Regions from separate parts of the Mus musculus genome. Here region 2 is linked to region 1. Evidence: chromatin contacts called from public HiCAR-type data. All regions are on one chromosome and are shown on one strand. The core of a region is the stretch at or near the end of the contact, and the rest is flanking DNA. Distances in the headings are between cores, read along the strand shown.

The links. HiCAR-type assays count read pairs that join an accessible place to other places.
Region 2: a contact with region 1 is called in a HiCAR-type map of astrocytes, with 2.4 times the contacts expected there. The contact joins the promoter of A430057M04Rik here to the enhancer-like site in region 1. A contact is called at or near these places in 2 of 39 promoter capture datasets (hippocampal neurons and pre-B cells) and 2 of 115 datasets of contacts at active chromatin or transcription factors (astrocytes and trophoblast stem cells).

What each region holds. Positions count from the first base shown.
Region 1 is chr14:20,772,507-20,778,160 of GRCm38.p6, forward strand. The region is part of intron 3 of Camk2g (calcium/calmodulin-dependent protein kinase II gamma); the gene reads right to left. Among named protein-coding and RNA genes, the nearest start is that of Camk2g, 19 kb to the right of the region's middle. Within about 2 kb of position 3,320, at least 33 of the 459 cell types and tissues checked have an H3K27ac peak or open chromatin away from gene starts, as enhancers often do. A contact at or near this core is called in astrocytes, where this site is marked.
Region 2 is chr14:21,844,679-21,850,332 of GRCm38.p6, forward strand. It overlaps A430057M04Rik (RIKEN cDNA A430057M04 gene), which reads left to right and starts at 2,900. Exons shown (of 3, transcript NM_176925.3): 1 at 2,900-4,401; 2 at 4,956-5,059. The coding sequence starts at 4,193. Comtd1 (catechol-O-methyltransferase domain containing 1) reads right to left here and starts at 4,232. Exons shown (of 7, transcript NM_026965.2): 1 at 4,101-4,232; 2 at 3,863-3,990; 3 at 3,532-3,637; 4 at 3,324-3,442; 5 at 3,195-3,249; 6 at 2,936-3,069; 7 at 1,183-2,749. The coding sequence starts at 4,194. The coding sequence ends at 2,597. It overlaps Vdac2 (voltage-dependent anion channel 2), which reads left to right. Exons shown (of 10, transcript NM_011695.2): 10 at 468-1,201. The coding sequence ends at 559.

The DNA of each region.
Region 1 (5,654 bases), core at 2,070-4,569:
AACACCTGCCTCTGTAGCTCTTGGGCAAAAGACCAACCTGATGTCTTCTGAGGTCTTCTCTTTAGCTCCTACTACAAAGATACCCCTGGGTTAAATGCCAACCCTGACATTAATACAATCAGGATTTGCACTGGCTACCTTTATGGGTGTTCTTGTCTCTCCCTTCACCCCAAACTCTTCCTATAGGATTTCAAAGGACTTCCTTCATGTCTCTGACCTCTGCGCCAATGCTCAACAGTTAGAGGAAAACCTTCCAGAGCATTTCAGGAATGGCCTGACACCAAAGCAACTGGTGAAGTGCTTGGGCAGAAAAAAATCATGGTGCCACTTCCTTGGCAGGCCCACGCTGCTGCCCTTTCCAGTGCCAAAGCATCCCTAAGGGCTGGGGCACTTCCTGTGTCCCCTTCAACAGAGGAAGCAAGAGCAGCCAGAAAGCAAAATACCAACTCAGCTGCCACAGGCACTGAGCATCACCACAGCTCTCTTTCTCACAGGAGGAATGAGAACTCAGAGGCCTGCCAGGCCCGGATCCAGGGCTAACAACCACATTGCCCATGCTGTCGATCTTATCTGGTTCTGCAAACCTTCTCACACTTCTCTAGCGTGCAGATGACAGGGGAGGGCTTTTAGGATGAAGGAGCCGCAGTTAGAGCACCTGCTGCCCTTCCAACCCACCGAACCCAGGCTTGGTCAAGCTCCCCACAGCCCTCCTCCTTCCCCCTTCTCTGGTCTCTGCCAGTGCCTCATCCTGAGTCCTGCTGCGGCTACACCGTTGCTTCCAAAAGGACTTTCCATTTAATTAAAAAAAAAGTTATTAAAAAGCATTAAAGTGTGTAATACAAATAATCTCCTGGAAATCAGCTGTCCCAGAAGCCAAAGACCAGCTTCATTAGGGAGCTGACTAACAGTAGCAAGGTGCTGAGCTGACAAGACAGCAGGTAGGATGCTAACAACCACTCCCAAGGGAGCCCAGGTGCCCTGCCCTGCTGGGCTTGGCCATGAGCCTTGAGGTTGGCCTCACCTGGACAACCTCCTCCCAATACTCCACCCTCCACCCCCAACCCTCCCAGCACTGCAGGTCTAGGAGCAGGGCCACAGGCAAAGACACCCAGGCCTTTGCCCTTCTGGAAGAAGGCCACACACAGAGCGCAGGTGGGCGGGGATTAGCAGAGGAGCAGAAAGCTAATCCTTCCAGGCCACCCTGCCCCAAAGGTTCTGATGTAAGCCCCAAGCACAACCAACAACCGACATGCCAAGACAAGAGGGCTCTGCTATCTTTTTTCTTTTTTAATTTGTAAAGAAAATTAATAGGAACTAAGGGCAAAGAAGAGAAAATTAACTGTGCCATATTAAGCACAGCTGATTCTTGATTAAAATTAAAATGACTATGATTTAATTAAGCTATTCCTATGTGCCAACCACTGTGTTACTTTTTTAAGACAGCGTCGCATGTAACCAAGGCAGGACTTGAACTCACTACGTAGCTAAGGATAACCTTGAATTTCTGATCCTTTTGCCTCTTCCACTTCCTCCTGAGCACTGGGATTATGGGCACAGCTACACCGTGTTGACGCAGTGCTAGGGACTTGAACCCAGTGTCTTGTTCATGACCTGCAAGTGCTGTGCCAACTGAGCTCCGTTCCCAGCCCAGGTGACGTATTTTATGAGAAGACTTTACTGAATCCCCACTTTAGCTGTATCAGACAACTGTGTATGACATCCCCACCAAAGGGAGAGGAGACAGGCTTTAAAAAAAGTTCAAAGTCACACTACGTAGCAGAACTTGAAGCCACAAACTTGGCAAACTAACATCAAGATCCTTCCTATCACAGAAGGACATTTTGTCTATCCTCTTAGGTGAAGAAGTTCCATTCTGTCCCTGCCAGCTCTGGCCATTCTAATTGGTTAACATATTCATTAGCTGACTACCCTGAAGCAGACACTGTTGTCTATACAGCTGTGAAGAGAAGAAGCCAGGTCCTGCCACTAGGGAGCACACCCATGGAGAAGCAGACAGGCTCTAACTAACAATTATGCAAATATGTAACTAGTTACATTAATGGTACTACGGCCACATGGAATGTCATCAGACACCCAGCCATTTCATAGTTAAGTACAAGGCACAAAGGCCAGGATGACCAAACCAAGTCTAGGAGAAACATAAATCGCAACTGGAGGTCAGCAATAAACCTAATCACTATAAAATCAGTGGGGCAAGGACAGCCCTACACAGGCTTTACTCAACATTTTATACTCTCATGGACCAACAAATCTACGACCCAAATTCTGTGAGTGGCTATTTCCAGTTCCTCAAAAACACCAACAATAAGCCATATTTACTTTAAAAGTCTTTCTCAAAACAAAAACAATACTGAAAAAGCATCTGTTAAAAATGTCTATAACTAGGACTAGAAAAAGATGGCTCAGCAGTTAAGAGTGCCTACCTACTGCTCTTGCCGAGGACCCAGGTTTGGTTCTCACACCCACCCTGGGCAGCTCACAACTGCCTGAAACTCAGCTCACAACTGCCTGAAACTCCGTCTCGGGGTATCCAATACCTCAAGCCTTGGAGGACACCTGCATTCGCACCGCCCATGAATGCACATAAATACAAATTTAAAATTAAAGTAAGGAATGCCTTTCAAATGTCCGCAATAATAACCCTGCAGGAGTGAGCTGTTACTCAGAGATCTCAGTCTGTCCCGCAGCTGTGGCGGGTCTCAGCCTTCCTTCCCAACATGGAGGAAAGATTAAGGAACGCTCAGTCACAATGTTTCCTTTTGCTTAGCAATTGCTTTTGCTACATTTACTATCAGTTGAACCGGTCCTGGGCCCAAGGTTTACTGTGGGCAGACTTGAATAATTTAACAGGGGAGCTGGGGCAAGGGTGGAGGAGCTGAGATTCAAAATCTCTGCTTGTGTGTTTGTGTTTCTGCTCTCCATCTCCCAGTATATCCCTTTCAGAAGAACCCTCTGCTGACTCCACAAGAAGGGACACAAAGGACAAAGCAGACAGACACAATAGGGTTAAATAATCTGCTAGAGTGACTGACAGCTTCTAAATAGGAAGCCAAAATCCAAGCCCAGTGACCCTGACCAGAAGTCACAAACTGATGGACCACAGATCAAAGCATGAACATCACCTGGAGACCTTGAAGCTGGAAGAAATCTCAGCCTCCCCTCCCCCTCCCCACCAAGACCTACTGAATCAGGATCTGAATTTTGACACGATCCCTGGCTGCTTCATAAGCACATAAAAGTTTGAGAAGTGCTGCTTTAAACCACAAACGCTAGGCTGTGATGGAAACTGCTGGGGCAGCTCAGCACGGAAGAAGACAGTCTATTCATTAGAGGAATTCAGAACAGAGAGCAAGCAGATCACAGGCAGCACGCACTCCATTCAGACTTCAGACTATCGCACTAGCCCGCTCCTCCACATAACTCCTAAAGCCAGCCACTCTCCCAGCCTCTCTGAGTTCAACAGTGTACCCTACACCCAAACAGCCATGGTTTGCTTGCTTTTAATTGATTCTATTTTTTAATAGCAGTGTTGGGTTCACAGCAAAGCTGAGCAGAAGGTTCATATACCTCTGACTCCCATGCACAGATTCTTCACTATGAACAATGACACATCATTACCCAGAACCCACAGTTTTAACATTAGGGTTCACTCTTCCAGCAGGTTCTAACTCAGCACAGAATATGTACTAGGGGGAAAACTGGGATCGCCTGGCTCCTTGCACCAAATGCTCATGAATTTCAACGCTACTAAGTCTGAAAACAGCCAGAGGCTGAAGATCTGATCTCTGCTCTCGGCCCTTTAAATTGTGCAACTACTGGGTAAGATGCATGTTCCTTTGCATGGAGTTTAAAAGGCCAGAACTAAACGGTCTGAGGACTGGGGACACAGCAGTGGAGAGAGGAACAGTGAATTAAGGGCACAGTCTCCTCTCAGCCACAAGCCAGGTTCTGATCCATGGCAACCCATGCCTCCCGGACCGAGAGCTCAGCCACATCTCCAGGAGTCTTGGTTTCCACCAGGAGCCAGAGGGTCCAGCCAGACAACACCCCCAGAATACAGTCCTGGCTGGCCCTTCTTTCTGCTCTCTTAACCCTGGAATTGGTCTTCAGACCAACACATGCCTCAGGACACACGAGCAGCCATAAAACGGAGGGATACAAGCTGGGCGTGGTGGCGCATGCCTTTAATCCCAGCACTCGGGAGGCAGAGGCAGGCGGATTTCTGAGTCCGAGGCCAGCCTGGTCTACAAAGTGAGTTCCAGGACAGCCAGGGCTATAAAGAGAAACCCTGCCTCGAAAAACAAAACAAAACAAAACAAAACAAAACAAACAAACAAAAAAATCGAGGGCTACTTTCTGGTACTCTGAAAAGTCACCAAAGTGACTTTACCATGCTTTTCCTGGGTGTCAATAGTTTAGACACAGGGACTGTTGGCTCCTCTCTCTGCCTTTATTCTGAGCTAACTGCAGAGGGGGAAAAGGTATTAAACCACACAAAGTGAGAGGTCATGGATGATATAAACATATTGCTATAAATAATAAAAGGAAGGCTAGCTATGTTTTAGGTTAGGTCCTTGTCACCCGACTTCTCAGTTGTCATTCTTAAATCCTCACCTTCTCATGGTCCACTCAACACGCCCCAGAAGCAGCAGAGCAGAGCCTCCTCGCTCACTGCCCCCAGCCCCTCTGTCCTCCACACAATTGATCATTCTTACCGAGCTGATCACAAGAAACACAAAGGAAGCTATGCCCGAGCTAGTAGGTAGCTAGTGGGTAGCCTTATTGGGTTTTGGTTCTGTTCTGTTTTGAGACGAGGTCTTACTCCATAGCTCTGCAGGCCTGGAGCTCATTATCTTATGGATCTATAACACCCTACTTGCCTCTGCCCCCTAAGTACTGGGATTAAAGGTGCATGCTACCTTTCCCAGTGGTGGGCAGTATGTAACTTTAGAGGCGAGCCTCTCACCTCAGCGTGTGAAATCTCATTTTTAAATATTTGTGAGTAATAAAAATACCATTTATGGGCTGGCGAGATGGCTCAGTGGGTAAGAGCACTGAGTGCTCTTCCAAAGGTCCTGAGTTCAAATCCCAGCAACCACATGGTGGCTCACAACCACTCGTAATGAGAGCTGACACCCTCTTCTGGGGTGTCTGAAGACAGCTACAGTGTACTTAGATATAATAAATAAATCTTTGGGTGGAGTGAGCGGGGCCAACAGGAGCCAGCGGGGTTGACCAGAGCGAGCAGAGGTCCTAAAATTCAGTTCCCAACAACCACATGAAGGCTCACATCTACACTGTACTCATATACAGAAAATACATAAATAAATCTTTAAAAAAATACCATTTATGTCACTGAACTAGCCAAATGTTGTGACTGTTTTTCTAGCATTTCTCTCTGTTGCCCTCTATCAATGGCAGCACACTGGTCCCTGCTGTGTTTTCCAAGTGAAAGTCTAACCTCGAAGGCTAAGCAGGAGCTCCTGCAGCTCGTGGGCCAGCACAGCCTCCCTGGCTAAGACGAAACGCATTGCAGCAAGTGAAGTGGAGCACTGGCTATGCCAGTCAGCTTCGGGTGTAATCCAAGTTGCTGATTGTGATCTATAAAACCTTGTATGGCTGGAGTTCTAGTT
Region 2 (5,654 bases), core at 1,650-4,149, 1.1 Mb after region 1:
TTGATCAACAAGGTCCAAAAGCCCTGGTATCCCAACTTTCCTAATGGGGCACCTGCTTCCCCCACCTACATTTTATCTAGACTTTTAAAACCTAAAGAAAATGAAAGTGAACACTGAAGGGGCCAGTTCCCGACGTGCTATCTCAGACGAGCACTAACTTACCTACTGTGTCCTGTGTCCCTGGGTGCCTCTTTTAGGCTTCAGTTGTGATCTGGTCTCCAGTGTTAATTTAGTCTGAGTAGTCCAGTGAAGACGGTTTTTAGAACATGGCTTTTAGGGCATTTTGAACTTGTTATTTATTACTAACCTCCCTGTGCCCTCAGATGGTGTTGACCATCAGTTTTTAGCACCACTGTTGATCTAGGTGCTCTCTGCTGGCTGGAGTCAGTGTGGAGGCTGCGTGCTGAGGAAGGGCCGGCAGGGTGGAGTGCTCTCAGGCCCATCATGGTGGTTTGCTTTGTTCACAGGTGTGAAGCTTACACTGTCTGCTCTGGTAGACGGGAAGAGCTTTAATGCTGGAGGCCACAAACTTGGGCTTGCCTTGGAATTGGAGGCTTAATCCAGTTAAAAGAAACCTCTGGGAACGAATATCAGAAGATTTGGCCTTAATATATTTCCATGCGACCAGCAGGCTCCCCTTCCTTCCCCCAGAAGGTGATCACATCAAAGGATGATGAAGCAAGAGCTGTATTTTAAATATTTAGACAGTCACTGTTGGCTGGTTCCTAGTTGGATGGTTATCAGTGCTGCCGTGGTGCGGCCCCCTATACATTATTTAAATGTATTTAACTGTTAAATGTGCTACCCACCAATGATGAAATAGACGTTTATGAAAACCGTGCCATGGTGTGCATGTTTGTTTTATGTTCCTTTTAACATTGACTATTGTACTGAATGAGATGGATCAGTGGCTGTTTTAAGATGAGGTAAAAGATTTTTTTTTGTTATATTCACCCATCATTAGAATTACTTTGGTAACCCCAAACATGACAAATTATGAATAAAACAAGTGTACATAACTAATGGCTCACGTATGTGCAGTTACAGATTGCCAGCCTAGGGTCTAATCTTCTTGGCAAATACTTTTTTCTGGTGAGCATTTTGCTCTTTACCTAAACCTGTGCAACCAAATTCCTTGTGTCCCTAGCATAATCCACGAGGTCTTTGAGATTACAATAAAATACAAGGATACATACTTTAATACTCTGCAGTTTCTAAGTTTGTGCAAAGTTAGAGTGAATCACTGTTAACCCATGGATGATGAAGGGAGATGCAGGGGTGGTGCTGAGTGGCTAAATAGGCATGCATCCCCTTCCTTCTGAGCCACGCTACAGAAAGTGGAGCCTGGGTAGATGGAAGCAACAGGCCAAGAGAGGAGAAAGTGGGCACCATTCTCTTCTATTGACAGCGTTGAAAAGCTGAGCTGGGGTCTGGACCAGGCAGCCCCCTTCGCCATCACCTGGGTGATATGTATTACCTAGTGATCCTGGTTGGAAAAGTAGGACCGTGCCAGCTTCCCTGGGGAGGTGGTGTGTCACAGGTGAGAGGTGAGTGTCACTTCTGAGGTGTAGTTTAAACTTGAGAGGACAGCTAAGAAAATGGGTACTTTGGGACTTACCCAATAGAAATGGTGCATGTTACTGCCCTGTGACCCTCAGCTAACAAGTGTTCTTCATGCTGGCTCTGCTGAGCGAGTGGACTCATGTGGGCTACCAGTGCATCAAAGGCACTTCAAAATGGATTGGACCAGGTCCCCTGTGTGCACCTCAGTATGTACTTGTGACTTGTGAAGAAGGGGTAGGGCACAGCTAGTCCCCAGAGGGTTGGTGGTGTGTGGCAGGGACTCAGTTGTGGGCTCACACATCTGTACTTGTAGCAGCTGCTAAGTGCACATCACTTGGGCCTTTCTTACCCCAGAGTGGCAAACCTGTGGTGTCCCAGAAACTGTCCTTTCTGCCTCAGTACAAAGAACTTTACCTTTCTTCTAGAGCAGCAAAGCACCAGGCCTCAGGTCAATAAAGGTTGGCTCCTTATAGTGTCCCCCAAAAGGACAGTGCTGCAAAAGCTTCAAGTTCCTGAGGTTTCTTGAATGAGGTTGGCTTCCCACTCTGTCTGCTTTGCACCTTGGCCATCAGTCTCCTCCCTTAGGACTTAAGGGGATGAGGGAGCAGATAGAAATGCCAGCCAACCTTAGGTCCTGTAGTCTGGGCTTCCACTGCACACAAGTTAGGCTGGGGAGGCTTCAGCCCTGTGAAAACATGAGTAGACTGCCAGCTATAAAAGGCCCTATCTCGACATCTCTGTGGCATGTGGCTGGGAGGCCAGAGACAGATAGGGTCTTCCCTTATATCCAAGCCTGTTGGAACTCTACTCAGTGAGTACAGCTAGGACAATTTATTAAAACTATGCGGTCAGATAAGGCCACAAGCCTTGGTGCCAGGGAGACCTGCAGGGAGGGAACCCTCCACCAAGTGAACGCTGGAAGAGGATGCTCAGAAGGTCGCGTGTCCAGTACCTTTATTGTCAGGTTTAAAAGTCAGGTCACTGGCTGGGGGTCTTAGGTTCTCACACCCAGGCCCTAAGCTTCGTGTTAACCCTAGATCTTAAAGGCCAAGGAGAGGCCATCATCCAGGGGCAGGAGGCTGATGTAGACCCTGGCGTCCCTCAGGATGCGTTCGTTCAGGTTCCGCACACATTCAACAGTCTTGTTCCTGGGCTGAGGCTGCAGCACTTCTCCGCGCCACAGGACCTACAGATGGAGGGGCGGGGCCGTCGGAAGTGGGGGGTAGCCGACCCAGAGCTTTAGCCAGGAGGGGCGGGACCTATGATACTCTGGGTGGGCTTTGGGGCGGGGCTGGGGGGTGGGGTGGGAAGAGCTGAGAAGAGTGGGTACCCAGCCACAAGAAGCAGCAGTTTTGCCTTAGCTAGTCCTTACTCTGAGTACAGCGAGCACGCCTCCGGGACGTAGGAGCTGCAGACAGCGCTCGTAGTAGGCGGTACAGTTCTCTTTGTCCGCGTCCACCACGGCTATGTCGAAGGTTCCGGCCTCGCCCGCCGCTAGGAGCTCATCTTAACAGGGACAGAGGGCATGTGCCGCTGGCTGAGCTAGGGTCTCAGCGGGCTGCTCAGGGTCGCCAGTTTTGTTCCCCGGGGTTGGACAGTGCTGTCTGGGTCCCTCCCGCACTGGTGCTCACCCAATGTCTGCAGGGCGGGCTGCAGCCGAAGGTCGATCTTCTGCTCCACTTCTGCCTGCGGAAGGAGGCCGGTCAGGCCGGCACGCCCCCGAGCCGGAGCCCGAACGGCCGCAGGTGTGGGGCTCTCACCTGCTTCCACATGGGCCGTCCCAGCTTCGGGGGCTCTGCGTCAACCTCGCAGGTCACCACGCGGCCAGCCTCCGGAAGCGCCAAGGCTAGGGCCAGGGCCGAGTAGCCCGTGAAAGTACCTGTGGAAGGGGACACTGTCAAGCTCAGTTCAGGGTGCAGGGCTGCCCTGTGACCCTGGTTTCCAGAGACCATGGCTGCGTGTTCCTACCCAGATCCAGAGCTTTCTTGGCCTTAATGAGCCGCGCCAGGTTGGCCAGAAGCTGGGCCTGTTCACAGGTCATCATGGAATCCCCCTGCGGCTGCTCCAGGGTCAGCTGTGTGGGGAGAGGGAGGTGCCATTCATACCAGTCACCCCCCCCACCTCCCCCCTGAGGTTTTGAATCATTCAGGGGCTCGGTGGCGGGTGTGGCCTAGAGGGGACAGGTCTCAGGGAACCCGGAAGCCCAGAGAGGGTTTCTGCCTAGCTCAAGGTCACACAGCCACGTGAGGTCCACCACGCTGGAAGTGGGGAGCCGGTTCTCGGTCCCAGTCCTACTGACCAGTCGCAGGCTCCGCAGCGCCGGGTGCTCTCTCATGGAGCGGCTCAGCAGATACTGCCACAGGGGATTGTCCTCAGGTGGCAGCAGGCGCTCTTGCCGCCTGGACCCCCATGGAGGCCACCGTTTCCCTGCCGGGGAGAGGGTGCCGAGTCAGGGCCTGCATTTCTGACCGGGTTCTCCGGCTCTTCTCCGCGCCCTCCTCCCATTCCCCGGACTGCAGCAGCCCAGCCCAGCTCACCCAGCAAGAGACCAGTAGCGAAGGCGGCGCCCAGCGCGGCCGAGCCCAGGGCCAGTGCGGCTGGGATAGATAGCCGAGGGACGGGCTGAGCCATGGTGCAGGTTAGCAGCGGCGGCGGAGGTCACGTGTGCTGGAGTAGCGAGGATGGGACTGGGACCAGTAAGCCGACAGGGCTCCACCTTGTCCGGGCCCTGCCCACAGAGCCGCGTCCTCGGGCACCATCTGGTGACACATGGCCGTATTGCAAGGTCAGGCTGAGAACATCTCGCCACCCGGTGGCTGCATGCGGAACTGCGTCGGGGTATGGAGTCATCTCTGCACCAGGGCTCTTGTGAGCATGGGGAGAGGGGATAAAGTGAGTGTGGCTAATGGAGGAATCCAAAGAGACTCGGGAATGCTTGCTGGAGGGGTGCCCAAGTTAAAGGAACCAAGAACCTGGTTTAGAGTCACCTGGTTTCCAAGACAGTATCCTTAGTGGCTGGGATGCTGGGTGTAGCTTTTTTGTGTGACGGTCCGTCTTTCCGAGTCTGTTTCTTTTCTGTAAAGCAGGTATTACAGCCTTACTACGATAGGCACGGGATTCCTCGCATAGTAGGTGCTCAATAGTGGTACTTGCTGTTATGGTCATTGGCTAGAGAGGGTTCCTTGGGAAGCGGTAGCATCTTGGCAGGCAGCAGCTGAGTTCCCCTTGCAAGGCTATCTGCTAGACCGGTGTTCCCTAGACATTTATTGAATATCTACTATATGCTGAACTCTGGTGGAAGCAAAAGACTGTGGTAGTTTATGACTTGGAAACAACTGGACAGGTACAACTGGAATGCAGTTCAAGTGTTACTGTCCCTCTTTTTTCTACAGTGAAATCCTTTCTAGACTTCGCTCACAGGAGACTCTGCTGACCTGCCCTCAGGGACCTAGCAATTGCTTAAGGCATCACCTGCCCCGCCCCCCACGTACGACAGGTATGTGCCACAGATAAAAAGACCCCCACCCCACTCCAGTCCTTTGGCCCCCTTCCCCCCTCCCCTGGCTTCATTCCCATCTGTCTGTCTACATAGCCACTTGCCAGCCTCTAGTCCTCTTCTCCCAGTAAACCCCCTTTATACCAGAACTGTTGCACAGTGTAATTTCTCAGGGGTGCACCTTGCCTCGGGCCACCAAGAATACTGTCTTGCAGAGTTATATTTCACAACACTCACTGCACACAACACCCGATGGAGTTCCGGTTGAAAACACCCGCACAGTGTGCCTCACACACAGGCTTAGTAGGCTATTGGTGCTGTCTTTAAGAGCTGGAGTCCACAGGGCCTCAGAGGTGGTTGCCCTGGAAGTCTGTTTCTTAACAACACTGGCCAGGCCCGGAGACCCTCCGGAGGCAGGCAGACAGGTGCAGGATCAGTGAGAGAGCCCTAGACCTGGCCAACTGAAGCCAATGCTGCTAGAATCCCGGGCCTCGGAGGTGAGGGCAGGTCTCCAATCACAATCAGGGTAGACTGGCTTCTTGACCTATCAGCATCTGTGCAGGGTGCAGGCAAACAGGAGGGGAACCTACTTTCT